Regions from separate parts of the Mus musculus genome. Here region 1 is linked to region 2. A link is a contact called in public promoter capture Hi-C data. All regions are on one chromosome and are shown on one strand. The core of a region is the stretch at or near the end of the contact, and the rest is flanking DNA. Distances in the headings are between cores, read along the strand shown. Region 1 holds the start of Heg1 (heart development protein with EGF-like domains 1). Region 2 overlaps Zfp148 (zinc finger protein 148).

Evidence for each region. Promoter capture Hi-C pulls out the DNA fragments that hold promoters and counts their contacts.
Region 1: a contact with region 2 is called in a promoter capture Hi-C map of hippocampal neurons, with 2.7 times the contacts expected there. The contact joins the promoter of Heg1 here to the enhancer-like site in region 2. A contact is called at or near these places in 6 of 39 promoter capture datasets (the 3T3-L1 cell line, 3T3-L1-derived adipocytes, frontonasal cranial neural crest and 3 more), 1 of 115 datasets of contacts at active chromatin or transcription factors (fibro-adipogenic progenitors) and 1 of 9 other capture datasets (adipose tissue).

Annotation. Positions count from the first base shown.
Region 1 is chr16:33,682,766-33,689,692 of GRCm38.p6, forward strand. It overlaps Heg1 (heart development protein with EGF-like domains 1), which reads left to right and starts at 1,701. Exons shown (of 15, transcript NM_175256.5): 1 at 1,701-2,090. The coding sequence starts at 1,847.
Region 2 is chr16:33,465,677-33,473,342 of GRCm38.p6, forward strand. It overlaps Zfp148 (zinc finger protein 148), which reads left to right. Exons shown (of 9, transcript NM_011749.4): 6 at 1,179-1,302; 7 at 2,424-2,507. Among named protein-coding and RNA genes, the nearest start is that of Slc12a8, 49 kb to the right of the region's middle. Within about 2 kb of position 4,520, at least 12 of the 459 cell types and tissues checked have an H3K27ac peak or open chromatin away from gene starts, as enhancers often do.

The DNA.
Region 1 (6,927 bases), core at 451-2,950, 210 kb after region 2:
TGATACTTAAAGGGAGGGGCAGGAGGCAGGTGTGATGCCCTTGGGCACCGGAGGCAAAGGCAAGATTCCCAAGCGAGCTTTCTGAATACACACGAGAAGCCCAGACAGGCCTTTAAACCCTTAAGCCTTCCTGTTTGCCTGAAAGCATGTCCTGGCCTTTAACTAGTCCTCCTTTCTGTTCAAGGGAGGAAGCTATGGTGACCAGAACCTCAGAGCACAGTGTACTGAGCTTAGCCAGATGGGACTGGGCTGCTGTGTAGTCCTGCTTGTTAACAGGGGAGCTGTGTCAGGAGGTGGGGCCATGCTTGGATTGTTGTTGTTTGAGAAAGAAAGAGGACTGAGCATTTCATGTGAGACCTGAAAAGTTAGGTTTCATTTGTGGTTCTATAAACCCTAACCCAAACCAATTCTCCACTCTTGGCTCATTTGTCTAAGGTAAACTTGTTTATACGGAGCATCCTTTGTGTCCTGCCAAGTGACTCACTTGTACCGAGTCACCAGAAAATGGGTCTAGGCCCATCTACCGATGCGCTGGACGTTATGATCTGATCGTTCCCCTGGAGGCGGGTCATGGAGGCTTGGAGACAGAGAGAGGCAGAGACATGGGGAAAGAGACAAGCCTGTCTCCTGAACATTTGGTAAACAGACAAAGAACCCTAGCACATCTGAGAGCATCCCAAGGGATCTGTGGTTTTCAGTTTGGATGAGATATTGTCTGAATTATTGACAACTCTAAGCTATGAGGTAAGCACGAAGCCACATGGTCATTCAATGAGAAATCCTTTAGTTGTTGGTTCTCTTAGCAACTCTTAAGCAAGTTATTTCCCCCTATTTTGAGCTGCTCATTCTTTACTTACAAAGAAAAGAGATTTGGGTCTTAAAATCTGGACATTGTATCATTTGTCTCCTAGGAAGGGAGGGAATAGGGACACACACAGAATTTTACTTACCAAGCAAATTTATTGACACTCTGTCTTGGAACATCTCCCCTAAAGGTTTCTTTTTAACTTCTGTGTGGGCTGCTTTTTTTTTTTTTTTTTTTTTTATGTTTAATTTGCAAATTGCTGTCCTTTTCCTGGCTATGGGTTTTCCCTTGCCCCAGACTCGGTTCAGTTTTCTCTTCCCTCTGGCCTCTTTGGGTGTCTCAGCAGTGACATCTTTGAAGAACTATGGTGTAAGCCAAAGATAGCGTGGGAAGGAAATCAGGCTTCTGAGCCTTCAAGAAGATGAGGGTTCCCGCCCTGGCTAAAGCAAATCTTCTCACCAATTCTGGGGACCCAAAAGGGCGGCAGTGGGTTGGGGCCTCTTCAGATCCTTAAGGGCAATGCAGGTCCACGTATGGAACAGGGTCTAGGATTCACTTCTCTGTCTTTTGAAAGCTCTCTGTATACTCACTCACCTGATGTCAATTACACCGCCAGAATCTACTTTTCACAGACCTACTGTGTGGCTAAGGAACTGGGAAAGTGCCCCCCACCCCAATTTCATTTCTCCAAAAGCCAAAGCGATACTCCAGGGTGTGGGCCCTGTAACAAAAGTCGCAGGGGGCTCCATGAGTTCACCCGGGGGTTCCGTGAACTCACCCGGGAGACCGAGACCGCCCCCGCCCTCTTCCTGCCCTCTCCCCGCCCCCGGGCCCCCGCGCGGGGCGGGTGATGTCAACCGAGGAGGAGCCGCCCGCCCCGCGACCCGCCCGGGCTGATTGGCGTGTGGCAGCACCAGGGCTGCCTCCGCCCTCCCGCGGCTCCCACAACTTTTGCGGCTGAGAGCGCGCTCGCACCCCGCTCCGCTCGCCGCCGCCCTCGGCCCGGCGCCCGGCATGTGAGCGCGGGCGGCCGCCGCCACCATGGCCACGCCGCGCGCCCCGCGGTGGCCGCCACCGTCGCTGCTGCTGCTGCTGCTGCTACCGCTGCTGCTGCTGCCGCCCGCTGCCCCCGGGGCGCGGGGCTCCCTTCCCTCCCCGGCCCATCGAACACTCCTCCCGGTCGCGGGACCGCTTTCGCCGCCTGGCGCCGGACATACGGCCCCCGGACCCGGCGTCGCGACCCGGCGGGGACGTTCCGGCCGTGTCCCCAGAGGCGTGAGCGCGGGTGAGTGAGAGTCTCCAGCGAGGGTCAGGGGGCGTGGGCGCTTCGCGGCTGCCCCATCCCGGCCGAGGCTCCGTGGACCCTCGTGGGTGGAACCCTGAGGGTGGCCCAGGACGGAGAAACGCTGTCCCTGGCCACTGGAATATAAAATGTTCACATGCATTCCCTCCCTGTGCTTTGGAAGAAAACTCTCTCCTGGATTAGCCCACACCCTTCTCACTTTTACAAAACGAAGACCCCAAAGAGCCTCTCACCTCGTGGGGAGTGGTAACTTCTGGCTGTTGTCCCTCGGTTTCAGCCCCCAACCCCCAGATTTAGAACTGGTCTCTCCTGGTCTAAAGCCTGACTTTCCAGTATAAGTAAATAACGGATTTCGGAGTTTGGAATGCTTCTAGTACTTAGGACTTCATAAAGGACAAAGAGTGCGCTTTAAAACAAAGCTACCCAGTTAACCTTAGGAGCAGGGTTACTTGGGATGGGGCTGGGGGCGCTGCAAGGTCAAACCCCTGGAAGCCACTGACTGGCTCTGGACTGTCCTGGGCCCTTTCCTCCCCCAGCCAGCTGCTTGCTGTGCAGGCAGGCACTGCCTGTCCTGGTCACAGAATGGGGACTCAGCTCCTGTGCCTGCCTCCTTTGTTTCTAGTTCCTTTTTCTGTTGGAAGAAAATGCCACGGCCTGGGTGGGATTCTAATGTAACCCCCACACGACCTTGGCTGTGTCTCATCTTTGGCTCTCAGTTTCCCCATCTGTGGAATGGAGGGGCCCCATTCCTCCCTGCCTCCAAGTGACAAGAGGTGACAAAATGAAAGTAAAAATAGTAGAAAGTGCTGTGAACCAAACCAGCCTAGGTGATGTTAGCCATTTGTCCTCCCGTAAGAGGCAGAGGGCACACATCGGGCTCTGTTGTTGCCACACTGGGACTGCCAAGATTTTGTCCAGTTTCCACTTCTTGTCTGTCTGTCTGTCTGTCTGTCCATCTTACATGTTTTACAAACTTTCTCCCAACTTGCTCATCCTTAGAACATAGAGGTACTACTTCCTAGAATTGAATAAGAGAAACTTTTCTACCCTCATAAAGCCTCATTTGAACCATAATCTCCCCTCCGCAGACTGCCTTAGCCTTGTGAACTTCTGAGTCACTGGTCCAAGACAGGGAAACTGAGGAAGGGTGAATAAAGGGAGGGAAAGCTGTGCTGAAGGTCTTTACAGACATGCTGTGCAGCCCCAACTTCCATAATCTTGATGACTGATTTTCAGAGAAAGGAATTGAGAACTTTGAAGACATTTACTGTTCTAGATACAGTTGTGTGTAAGGAACTGATAACTCAGATGGCCACCTGGGAACCCAAGGCAGGTGCCACTAACTGGTACTCAGGCTGAAGGCTCCATCTTGTGAGGGGCTATGAAGGGAGCAGGGATGCTGGGCTCCAGCTTGAGGCTGGCACAGGAATCTCCTTCCAATGGCAGAGCCTGTTCCAGGCTCACACAGGTGTGAGTGTAGCATCAGGCTATAGTAGCACCTGAGTTAGGGGAGATAAGGTAAGAATAGGGGCCTTATGAGAGCCGGGCCTTCACAGCCATGGTGCTAGAACTGCTCTGTTCTGTTCGTTTGGGGAAAAGCAGGATAGAGGCAAAGGAAGAACCCAGGAAGGAACAAGAATAATCCAGACTTTCTTTTAAGGTTTCCTGATCTCTATTGCTCTAAGGCCCAGTCTGGGGCAGGGGTGTTTAAAAGGTAAAGTTAGAAGAGGTGCACTCTATGACCTGTTGAAACCTTCGAGAAGTTATCAGTGTGGCCGAAGATCTAAGCACTGCCTCTCAGGTTTCTGTTAGTGCCTCAAACGATGTCACATAGGAAAAGGACACAGCAAACAAGCAGCTACAACACAACAACAATCAGCGACCTCAGGGAGCCGGAGTTTTGTAGCAACCTCTTAAAATTTTCCTGGCCCACTTTGATCTCCTCCCGACTCCCCGCTGGCCATTACACACTGCTAGGCCCTCACATCTGCAGAAATCCTTGGTGGTCCTTTTGCAGATATCCAGCCTCCCTGATACCCGGGCAGATGGTCACCCATGCTCTGCATCCACTTTTTTTTTGTTTGTTTGTTTTTTTTTTTGTGTGTGTGTTTAGGGAGATGAGTGTTCTTGATGGTAGTGAACCTTGAGTCGCACAAATAATACCCTTAAGCTGACAGTTGGGTCCCCTGAGCCACTTCTTCTGGGGGTGCTGGTGGCCAGTGCCTGGTCATCACGGTCTGGGCTTCCAAATATTCCCCAGTGAGTAGCAGAGACTTAATTCTTCTCAGAGGGTCCTTCTAGCTCCTCTCTCCCCAGAGAGTTCAAGGTTCCCACTGCTGGGTGGCTGTGTTTGCATTCCATTTGTGGGCTGTTTGCTTGTGTCACACTGTCCTCCAGGGAGAACTGCCCCCTGTTTGTATAGCCATTATTTGGCTTTTGTGACCCACCTGTCACCGGGTTCCACTGTGTTTGCCGCTTCAGCCATCAATGAAAAGAGACTGAGAGCTAGAGATTTCCTCTCTCTGTGTTGGCTTTCCTATGACTGAGGGTCCCCCAGAGCCATCGCTCCGGGCTGAGAACTAAGTTTAATTTTTCAGTCCACAGGCCACACTTTCATTGTGAGAGCTGCGGGGCGGGGAGGTGGGAAAGAGGCTGGACTTAGACTGAGAATCCTCCGAAAGAACTTCCCCACCCGAAGGGGAAATGGTGCTGCTGCCTTGTTAAATTAAGCAGCCAGCCCAAGGAATAATAATCTTACAGAAATGTGGTTCCCTAAAGGAAGAGAGCCATGAGCCCAGCCCCTTCTGAGCTGTTAAATGGTGGTTCCTAAATTGCTCTAACTTTGTAGCCCAACTTCATCCTTTAGCTAGGCTGCCACAGTACCACTGCAAGGTGCTATGAAGGCTGGCTGGGGAAGAAAGTGTGACCCTCCTGGCTGAGGCTGAGAGATAGATCTGGGCATCTAGAAACCGCTTCTCTGACAGAGGTTGTCACAAGTAGAGAGAGAGACTTGGTGCTGAAAAGCCACATCCTTTTCACCTTGCCTCTCTCCTGGTGCGTGCAGATGCTGAGCTCATGTTTTCTGCTCACCAGCTGACTTGTGTGTGGACAAGGGGAGACTTCACTGTGCCCATGCCAGCTGGGCAGTTACTGCCTCCTAGACCCAGAAGCAAGGGCAGGAGCCTCTCTGCCTTCCAGTGATCTCTCTGTTTCCACTGGTGCTGGCCAGCTGTCCGAGAGCATCCTTATTCAGGGTCAGAAAGAAGGAAGCAGCAGATGGTAGTTGCTGTGTTCTTAGCTACTCCTTATCTACTTTAGCATCTTCCCTCTGCCCCAGTATCCTCTCTGTATGAGCAGGACACTTGAACTGCTATCGATACCTTTCATCGAAGAATCCTGCAGAGACAACAGGAAGGCAACTAACTGACATCCCTCTTAGAACTCCTAGCCTTTGAACACCTGTGTGCGGTCAGAACACATATGTTATTTTACCCCATTTCACCCTCAAAGTCCTGCCAGGGGTATTGCTTCTCATTAATCTCCCTTTATGGGAGACGAAACCTAGCAAGGTTAGGTTACAGGGAAAGGAAGGAAACTGGGTATGATTTCAATCAAATTCATTAGCCCATCTCACCACGTTATGAGGTCTCTGTTTCTCATCTGAAGGACAGGAAAACCTTGTTATAGACCCTTAGGAGGCTCTCCGGCTCAACATCCTGGCGTGAAGTTGGGGACCCTGACTAGAACGAGGTGGCAATCAAGATGTTGACAGGAGAGAGCTTTTCCAAAAATAATTTCTAAGGCTGGAGAGATGGCTCAGTGGTTAAGAGTACTGGCTGCTCTTCCAGAGGACCGGGGTTCAATTCCCAGCACCCACATGGTAATTCACAACTGTCTGTAACTCTAGCTCCCAAGGGATCTGGCACCCTCAACAGACATACATGCAAGCCTAACATCAGTGCACATAAAACAAAACAAAACAGAAAAACCACAAAAATACACAAAAATAATTTCAAAATATTTTTAATTTTAAGTGTGTGCATGTTTGTGTGCATGTGTATGTGAGTATGTGTGTGTGTGTGTGTGTGTGTGTGTGTGTGTGTGTGTGTGTGCATGCATGTGTGTGCAGGTGCCTGTGGAGGCCAGAGGCAGATGGTTGTAAGCTGCCCAGTGTGGGCTCTTGGAACAGAACTCAGGGCCTCTGAAAGAACATTGTACACTCTGAACCTCTGAGCCATCTCTCCAGCTCCAAGAGAGAAGATTTTAAGATTATTTTAATGAGCAGAGGGATTGCCCATGAAAGTGCTTAAGTGTATAAATGTATAGAATGATGTCTTATATTGTTATTATGATACACAACATGCATATGTATATGTATATGTATATGTATATGTATATGTATATGTATAAGTATATGTATATGTATATGTATATGTATATGTACATATACACACACCAATCCATAGATTACAGGTGCCTGGGGTAGCTCATTCGTTTTCACTGATATGAAGTGTTGAATTCTGTGGGCTCTGGGCTGGGACCATGGAACAGTGACTAACATTGGCAATTGTCAGTTGCTCTCTCAGCACCTGCTCTGAGGAATGAAAATGCATTCAGAAGTTCCTCCCGTCACTTCCATTTTAACATCTGCGCAACTCAATATTCATTTTCCCATAGACGTGAACAAAGAGACTTCTGTCCTGTCTTTTCTCCCTTCCTTTTGTTAGAGTATGACAGATGTCTCCCTGCTTCTAAAAATAATCCTAAAAATTCTACCCTCTCTGGACTGGGAATGTGGCTCAGTGGCTTCAAGTGCATA
Region 2 (7,666 bases), core at 3,270-5,769:
ACATCCTCTTAGAATTTTCTATGCTCCTTCACATCAGGTTTTTGTCATCTTTTTCTTTCCTCGGTAATGTTAAAGGGATCGTGTGTCTGACAGACAGGAGGTGGTTAAATGCTGCATGCTGAGTAAGTTGTTGGTAAGTTAGAATTCATGAGGCTGAAGGTGCGCTTACACTGCTAACTGTCCAGACCTGACTCACAACATTCTTAATTTAAGACCCTCTCGATAGAAGAGGTGTTGCCTTTCCTCCCGTCTTCCTTCCCCATTCTTACAATAGTTGCACAGTATCCATCCTTACAGACCCTAGACTGAGACAGAGTCCAGGTTCAGTTGCATTATTGGAGAACTTCATTTTCTCTTTTATAAAATATAAGAAAATAACAGCAGTAAACTCTTATCTGACTAAGAAAAATTTTCAGTCTGTAAAATGTATGCACACCTTTTATTTGCTCAGCTCCTCATCCATCACAGCCAAGGTATGAATCCTTTTGAAGTAGTTATTAAACATACAGATGCAAGTATACTTATACCTATGTGGATATATATGTGATGTGTATACACATACACACAAAAGGATACTATGTATCCAGATAGACACTGTCCGTCTGTCTGTCTGTCTGTCTATCTATCTATCTATCTATTTATCTATCTATCCCCCCCTCTCTCTAGATGTATAGTGTCCTTTTCAATTGAAAAAAATATATACTGGGTTCTGAACCTTTTTGAGTTGAACAAATCCTGATTTTTTTTCCATTTAAGTAGATAGAATTTCTCAATTCATTAACAGTCACATAAAATTAAGTTAAATTGGTTTTCTGTGCTTTAGCAGTTCTCATTAATTGATTGATACTGAACTTTTCTCCCTGCATATATGAGAATTTGAAATTGAAGATTAAACTGTACTTCTAGCAGCCCTTTATGGGAACACGCAGGAACTCTGGTAGTAGAGACGCCATTACACAGGGGGTGGAAGAGTGCTTCCAAGGTTTTTACTATGGACTTTACCCAGTCTAAGTCAAATTGTGCTTTCCTACTTTAAAGGTACCACTCTCTTAATAGCCTTTTCCAGATTATTTCTGAAAAAAAATTTTTTTACAACCTCTTGCTTATGTTGTCCTTTTAAAATGTAGTATTTACATTTTAAAAACTTTGTTTTTTGCCTTTATTTTTTTTTAAACTAGATCCTTACAATAAATGAGGATGGATCACTTGGTTTGAAAACCCCTAAATCTCACGTTTGTGAGCACTGCAATGCTGCCTTTAGAACGAACTATCACTTACAGAGGCATGTCTTCATTCATACAGGTATTGAATTAAAATGGGCTTGTGGCCATTAAAATTATTATCATTGTTGTTTTCACCTTCGTATAAATGTCATCTAATCTTAAGACCATAGCTTACTTGGCATTGTCAGTCAAAATCTGTAGCCAGGCTATCAGGAGGAAACCGAGAAAGACTTTAAATGAGAGGACAATTGATTAATGCAGATATATCCATCTAATAGTGTTAATTGGGTATTCACTTGCCTTAAAGTTCTCTTTTTCAACGAGAGAAAATGCTTACGGATGTAGTAAGAGCCTGTTGGATTCATTTTTCTGTGTATGAACAGCACAGACAGTGTTTGGAAATCAGATATTAGAAATGGTAGCTAACAAAAGTAGAAGTTAAAAATCGTGAAATTGTTGAAAATAGAGCTAAAGGCTGATCACACACCTTTAGAACGGCAAGCTAGAAATATAAATGACTTGGTGGGTAAAGGAGATGTGTTGAAGTAGAAAATGCAGTGATAGCCAGAAGCCGATAGAGAAAGGATTTAAAGAGACCTCAGGGTAGAGAGACCGTGGCTGTAGTCTGTGGAACAGAGGTGAGGACTCCTGTAAGCTTCAAGCCCAGTGGGTGAGGAAGCACTTCAGACTTGAGACTGCCCTCGTAGGGTGTGGTGGGAGGACGGAGGAAGGTGCCAAGGAGCAGTGCAGCATGGAAGCACAGCTTCCCCTGGGCAGACCACAGCACTGGGGATTGAATTCGGTCTCCAGCAGAGACAGACTGCTTCCAAGGACAGAGGTAAAAGGGCAGAGGGGGATGGTTAGCCACTGAGAACAGGATGTGCATGCCTTCAGATAGGGAACACCAGGACTCTGGACAGTGCTTCCTTAGCTCGTATATCTTTTAAGTTTTGTTTTCTTTCTTATTAAAATGATATAAATGAAATTTTATTTTTTGTGTGATTGTGAAAATGTGAAACTTTAAATCCCGTGGGAAATTTTTGAGGGAAAGTATAACTGTTAATGAAAAATGTTTTTTAAAATCATGTGGTGTTTTAGAATTTCCCCAAATTTGGACTTCTAAGACATATATCCTCAGAAGTATGACTTAAAGTGTTGTCTTATTCATTAACTAATATATGGATGTCAAATTATTTTAAGGCGAAAAACCGTTTCAATGTAGTCAATGTGACATGCGTTTCATACAGAAGTACCTGCTTCAGAGACACGAGAAGATCCATACCGGTGAGTGCTGTGTCCTGCCTAACTAAGCTCATGGTCACCACCACAGGTGGAGGGAGGGAGGGAGGGAGGGAGTCTAAAAAGGCACACTGCTTAAGACTATCAGTCTCTTAATTGTAGTTAAATCCAGGTTTTAATGAATTACAACAAATTATTTTGAAATAGTTCCATAATAATATAAATTACATATTTTGAGTAACAAAGAAGGAAACTTTCCTGAAATAGCTGTGTAAGCTAAGTAAAATGATCATTCCCACTTATAAGGAGCAGTAGCATCCTTCATGTCTCTTTGTTACATGGCGCACTGTATCAAGGAAGACGCTGCCTGTGTCTCCATCCAGGGTTAATGATTTGGAAGTTCACTAAAGTGATCTATATGTTAAATTTTTTAATCTCATTTTAAAGCAAGTATCTCAAATTTTCTAAGTGACTTTGATTTAATAGACTATTGACTTTTCTTCTTTGATATTTCTAAGCATTGTAAGAAGACGTTTCTTTGAAATTAATTTACAGTGTTCAGGAGGTGAGGTGTGTGTGTGTGTGTGTGTGTGTGTGTGTGTGTTTTAGATTTTGTTGGAATTAAGAATGGTGATGAGTGCTAACAGTGACAATGCCAGCCCTGCGAGTTATTAGGGCCTTGTTACGTCCCTGTCCCAGAGTTATTTCGATGTGGTCTTATGGTATGTGCAGGATCTGTGGAACGGGATCCTTGGACACACTAATAGATAGCAGCCCTTTTTAATCAAAAGCTTTCCTGTGTCATGTTTGGTTTTATTTTGAGACAGGTCTTAACTCTAGCTAAAATGGCCTGGAACTCTGTCTTTATGCCTCAGTCTGCTGAGTGCTGCTATCATCGGCATGAGCCGCTATGCTCGGCTGAAACATTTATCACTTTAATATATGGTGGAAGAAAAAAATCATGTGGCTTTTATGTGACTTGATAGTTAACTTGAAATTTCAGTGCAATAATAAAAATGTTAGGTCCAAGGTGAAAAGAGTTGAATATTTTCATGTGTTTATTAGATTTTGATGATTTGTTCATTTAACAAAAACTTAGTGGCTGACCCTTCAATGTTTTTCAGTTGCTAGGAGTACACAGAGACTATTTTGGAGATAAGAGACATATGGATAAGCATCATGTAATTAAGTGTTGTAGACTTCTTGAGAATTACCCCAGAGAAAGCCTCTGCAAAGCGGCCTGAGGCAAAGTTATAAGTCTGTGTGTGACTGGATGGGTGAGCGTGATCTGAGAAAGTGAGACATAATGCTTGTCCTTTTGTCACTCTGACATTGCACTGTGGTGAACTCTGAATGCCCTGGCCACAGTCTTGTAATAGTTCTATCCTGGTTTCATTCCTGACAAAACAACACGGGGCACGCATTTGTTCTAGCTCTCAGTTCCAGGCTGCAGTCTGTCACAGACAAGTCAAGGCTCATACATGCATGCATGCTGGTTCAGTGCACTCTCCTCCAGGCCCAAACCACGTGCTTCTCACTTCTAGGCTATGAATGTAACTAAGAAAATCACCCATAGACCTGCTCACAGACCAACCTGATCTAGACAGTGTCTCACTGAGACTCCCAGGTGATTCTCAAATGTTCCGTTGACTCTTAAAGCAAAGTCACACTTTCTGATTGGGTTTAAGTGAAGTGTGATGAGTAGTTTATTGAGAACTTACTAAAGAAATACCAGGTACTGTTGTTTAGTCCTCCCATTAGTTTTGAAAGGCAGGAGGTATTACTGTCCTCAGGATATATTAGGCAACAGAGAGAAGATGAGAATTTCTTTAACTTCTACAATGTAGTAAATGAAGTTGCACAGACTCCAGTTCAAGTCTCTGTCACTCTAGAGACCAAGATACAGCCACTGAGCAAAATGAGACACAAAATAGCTATATAACTTTTGGCTCTTTGAATTTTTCTTCCTGTCACTAAGCCAGTCAGTTTTGGCTTAGCTTCTCTGTGTGTTAGTAACATCTGCAATGAGTAGAAAGCAGAGGCCAACATTCTCATGTTACAGAAAACAGCCTTGAAGACATACTGACTCCAGAGGAGTCATAACAAGGCAAAGACACTCTCAGAGTCAGTGTCTCCTCCCCCTCCCTCTCCCTCTCCCTCTCCCTCTCCCTCTCCCTCTCCCTCTCCCTCTCCCTCTCCCTCTCCCTCCCCCTCCCCCTCCCCCTCCCCCTCCCCCTCCCTCTTGTGTATGCATGTGGGGAGGGGGAATTTTAATAACAGTTTAATCCAAAGGAATTGAAATTTAAATGTTATAAGGCCAGTAATTTTCAAACTCCCACCCACCCATCCTGTGATAGCAAGCTTACTTTTTTGAAACTAATTTTTAAATAAAATCCAGCACTGAGATTACCAGACATCAAGGCCTGACCTTGGTCCCCAGTACTAACAATAAAAAAAGCAAAAGATGCCAGGCCGAGATGGCACACACCTTTAATCCCATCACTCAGGAGGAGAGGCAGGCAGATCTTTGAATTTCAGGACAGCCAAGGCTACACAGAGAAACCATGTTTCAAAACAGACAAAAAAATGAATAAACCTTAAAAAAAAAAACTCAGAGAAAATCCTAGGGTCAATACCTAGCACTACAAATACAAGGAGTTCCCCACCCCTGTACTCTAACAACCGGTTCTCTAACTCCCAGGACACATTTGTGCCCTGCAGTTGGATATAGCTCTGGCAGTACTTGAGCTGGAATCCAATCCCACAAGGGCCTGAGCAAGACTCTCCTCTCCTCAGACGCTGCATTAAGTCCTCTCATCTGTACTTCTGACCAGTTGTAAGCTGAGGGTTCCCATGACCCCCTACTTCAGTCTTACGATTCACAGAACTCAGAAAAGCCCTTTACTTGTATTTACAACGTTGCTGTAAAGGATGTGGATGAACAGCCAGATATGAAGTGAGTCTGGAAGGGTCCTCCACTTCCTGGAACATGGATGTGTTGCCCACCAGAGGCCTCTGAGTGTTATGCATGCAGGGGCTTTAAGGAGGTTGCTTGAGATTGGGGAGAGTGTGGTGAGAATTGAAGGCTAATCAAGGCCTGATGTTCTTGTGAATAGCATCGCCTTGAACCTCCCTATGATCCCACCAAAAGTCAGCTCAGTAAAACAGAAGAGGCTTCTGGGCTGGAAATGCCCAGGAGTTGAAGCGCTCTGTCTGCTGCAGGACAGAAGACACTTAGCACTACCATAGCTGAGGAGGGGACAGGGGTTTCAGGCACTGTCAGGAAGCAGGGTCAAAAACCCTAAGAATGGCATGAAAAACATTGAGTAATTCCAGTCCCTCAGGAAAATACAAGGATTTTAGGAGCTGTTTATCAGAACCTAGAGGCAGAGACCAACCTTTACATTATATCAGTATTGCTGGTGGTGTTTCAAGAAGTTAGTCCCAAATTTATAGTGACTGAAAAATGATCTGTCTGGAACATAGGCAAGAATATTTTTAAATCTAGTCACATAGTTTACATGAACCAACGCCATATTGAGTTAAATATCATTGAGACATTCTTCTTTAAGACTATTTTCAAAAAATGGAGGAAATATTTTGATCTAACCTGAAATGAGTCCATCAACTTTTGTTGTAACTAATGGTGGGAGAAATATCTACATGGAACAGAAAATAGTGTTTGGGCAATAAAAGTCATTTAAAGTGAGGCTTTTCACTGTTGCCCGTGAGTGCTGCCTTGTGAAGTACTTGGAAACACTGTGTATCACTGGAGTAGGATGTCAGCAGCGGGATCTACTTGCTCTAGATAGACTTGGCCATCACTGCCTGGGAGCCTGACTTTTTCTGCTGTGTAGAACGTTGATGTTTTAGAAGTGGTGAAGTTTTAGTGGGAGGTTTCCATGCATGTGTGTACATGTGCGTGCCTACTATGGTGGCACTCAGGAGGAAAGCCCTCAGGAGGGTCTTTTTCTCCTGCCATGCAGATTCTAGGTCTGGAATTCAGGACCGCAGCCTTGACAGCAAGCACCTTTACAACAAAGCCCAGTCTCTGACCATGATCTGATGAGCATGGAGTCAGGGCGAAATGTGTTTCTGGATAAAGTAAACCACACTCAGTTGTTATTAATGAACATTGTAGGATGGTTTTGGAAATTAGCGTTTGCTTAAGATTAAAAATGTTTCTTAATACATCCAACTTAGTGTTACAGGGGGAACTACTTTTGTGGCAAATTTACTTCAGTGGCAGCTGTTGAGTCCCCAAGTACAGCTTTAACCACTGCCGCACTGTTACATGGGGGGAGACTCGCCTCGAATCTGGCTGTTCATCCACATCCTTTACAGCCACGTTGTAAATACAAGTAAAGGGCTTTTCTGAGTTCTGTGAATCGTAAGACTGAAGTAGGGGGTCATGGGAACCCTCAGCTTACAACTGGTCAGAAGTACAGATGAGAGGACTTAATGCAGCGTCTGAGGAGAGGAGAGTCTTGCTCAGGCCCTTGTGGGATTGGATTCCAGCTCAAGTTATGTTAGCTTCTGGACAGTGATCCAAAGGAAATGTCTGTGTTTCTGAATCCACTTAAATGATTAACCTCACCCAATCTTTTATATTGGCAATTAGTAGTATATAATGTAAAAGTATTAAAAGTCCAGAGAGCAGGAATTTATTGCAATTTTACAAATTCCTTTCAGTTTTCATGGGTTGATACCAGTACTTTGTGATAAGCTTCCATAAAGATGGAAAACATAAAAATCACATTAGTGTTTTGTTGTTGTTTGTTTTTATTACTTTAAAAAAAATTATTAGATATTTTCCTCATTCACGCTTTAAATGCTATCCCCTTTCCCGGTTCCCCCTCCCCCTGCTCACCAACCCACCCACTCCCACTTCCCGGCCCTGGTACTCCCCTACGCTGGGGCATAGAACCTTCACAGGCCCAAGGGCCCCTCTTCCCATTGATGACTGACTAGGCCATCCCCTGCTGCATATGTAGCTAGAGCCATGAGTTATACCATGTGTTTTCTTTCATTGGTGGTTTAGTCTCTGGGAGCTCTGGAGGTACTGGTTAGTTCATATTGTTGTTCCTCCTATGGAACTGCAAACCCCTTCAGATCCTTGGGTACTTTCTCTAGCTCCTTCATTGGGGACCCTGTGCTCTGTCCAATGGGTGGCTGTGAATATTCACCTCTGTATTTGTGAGGCA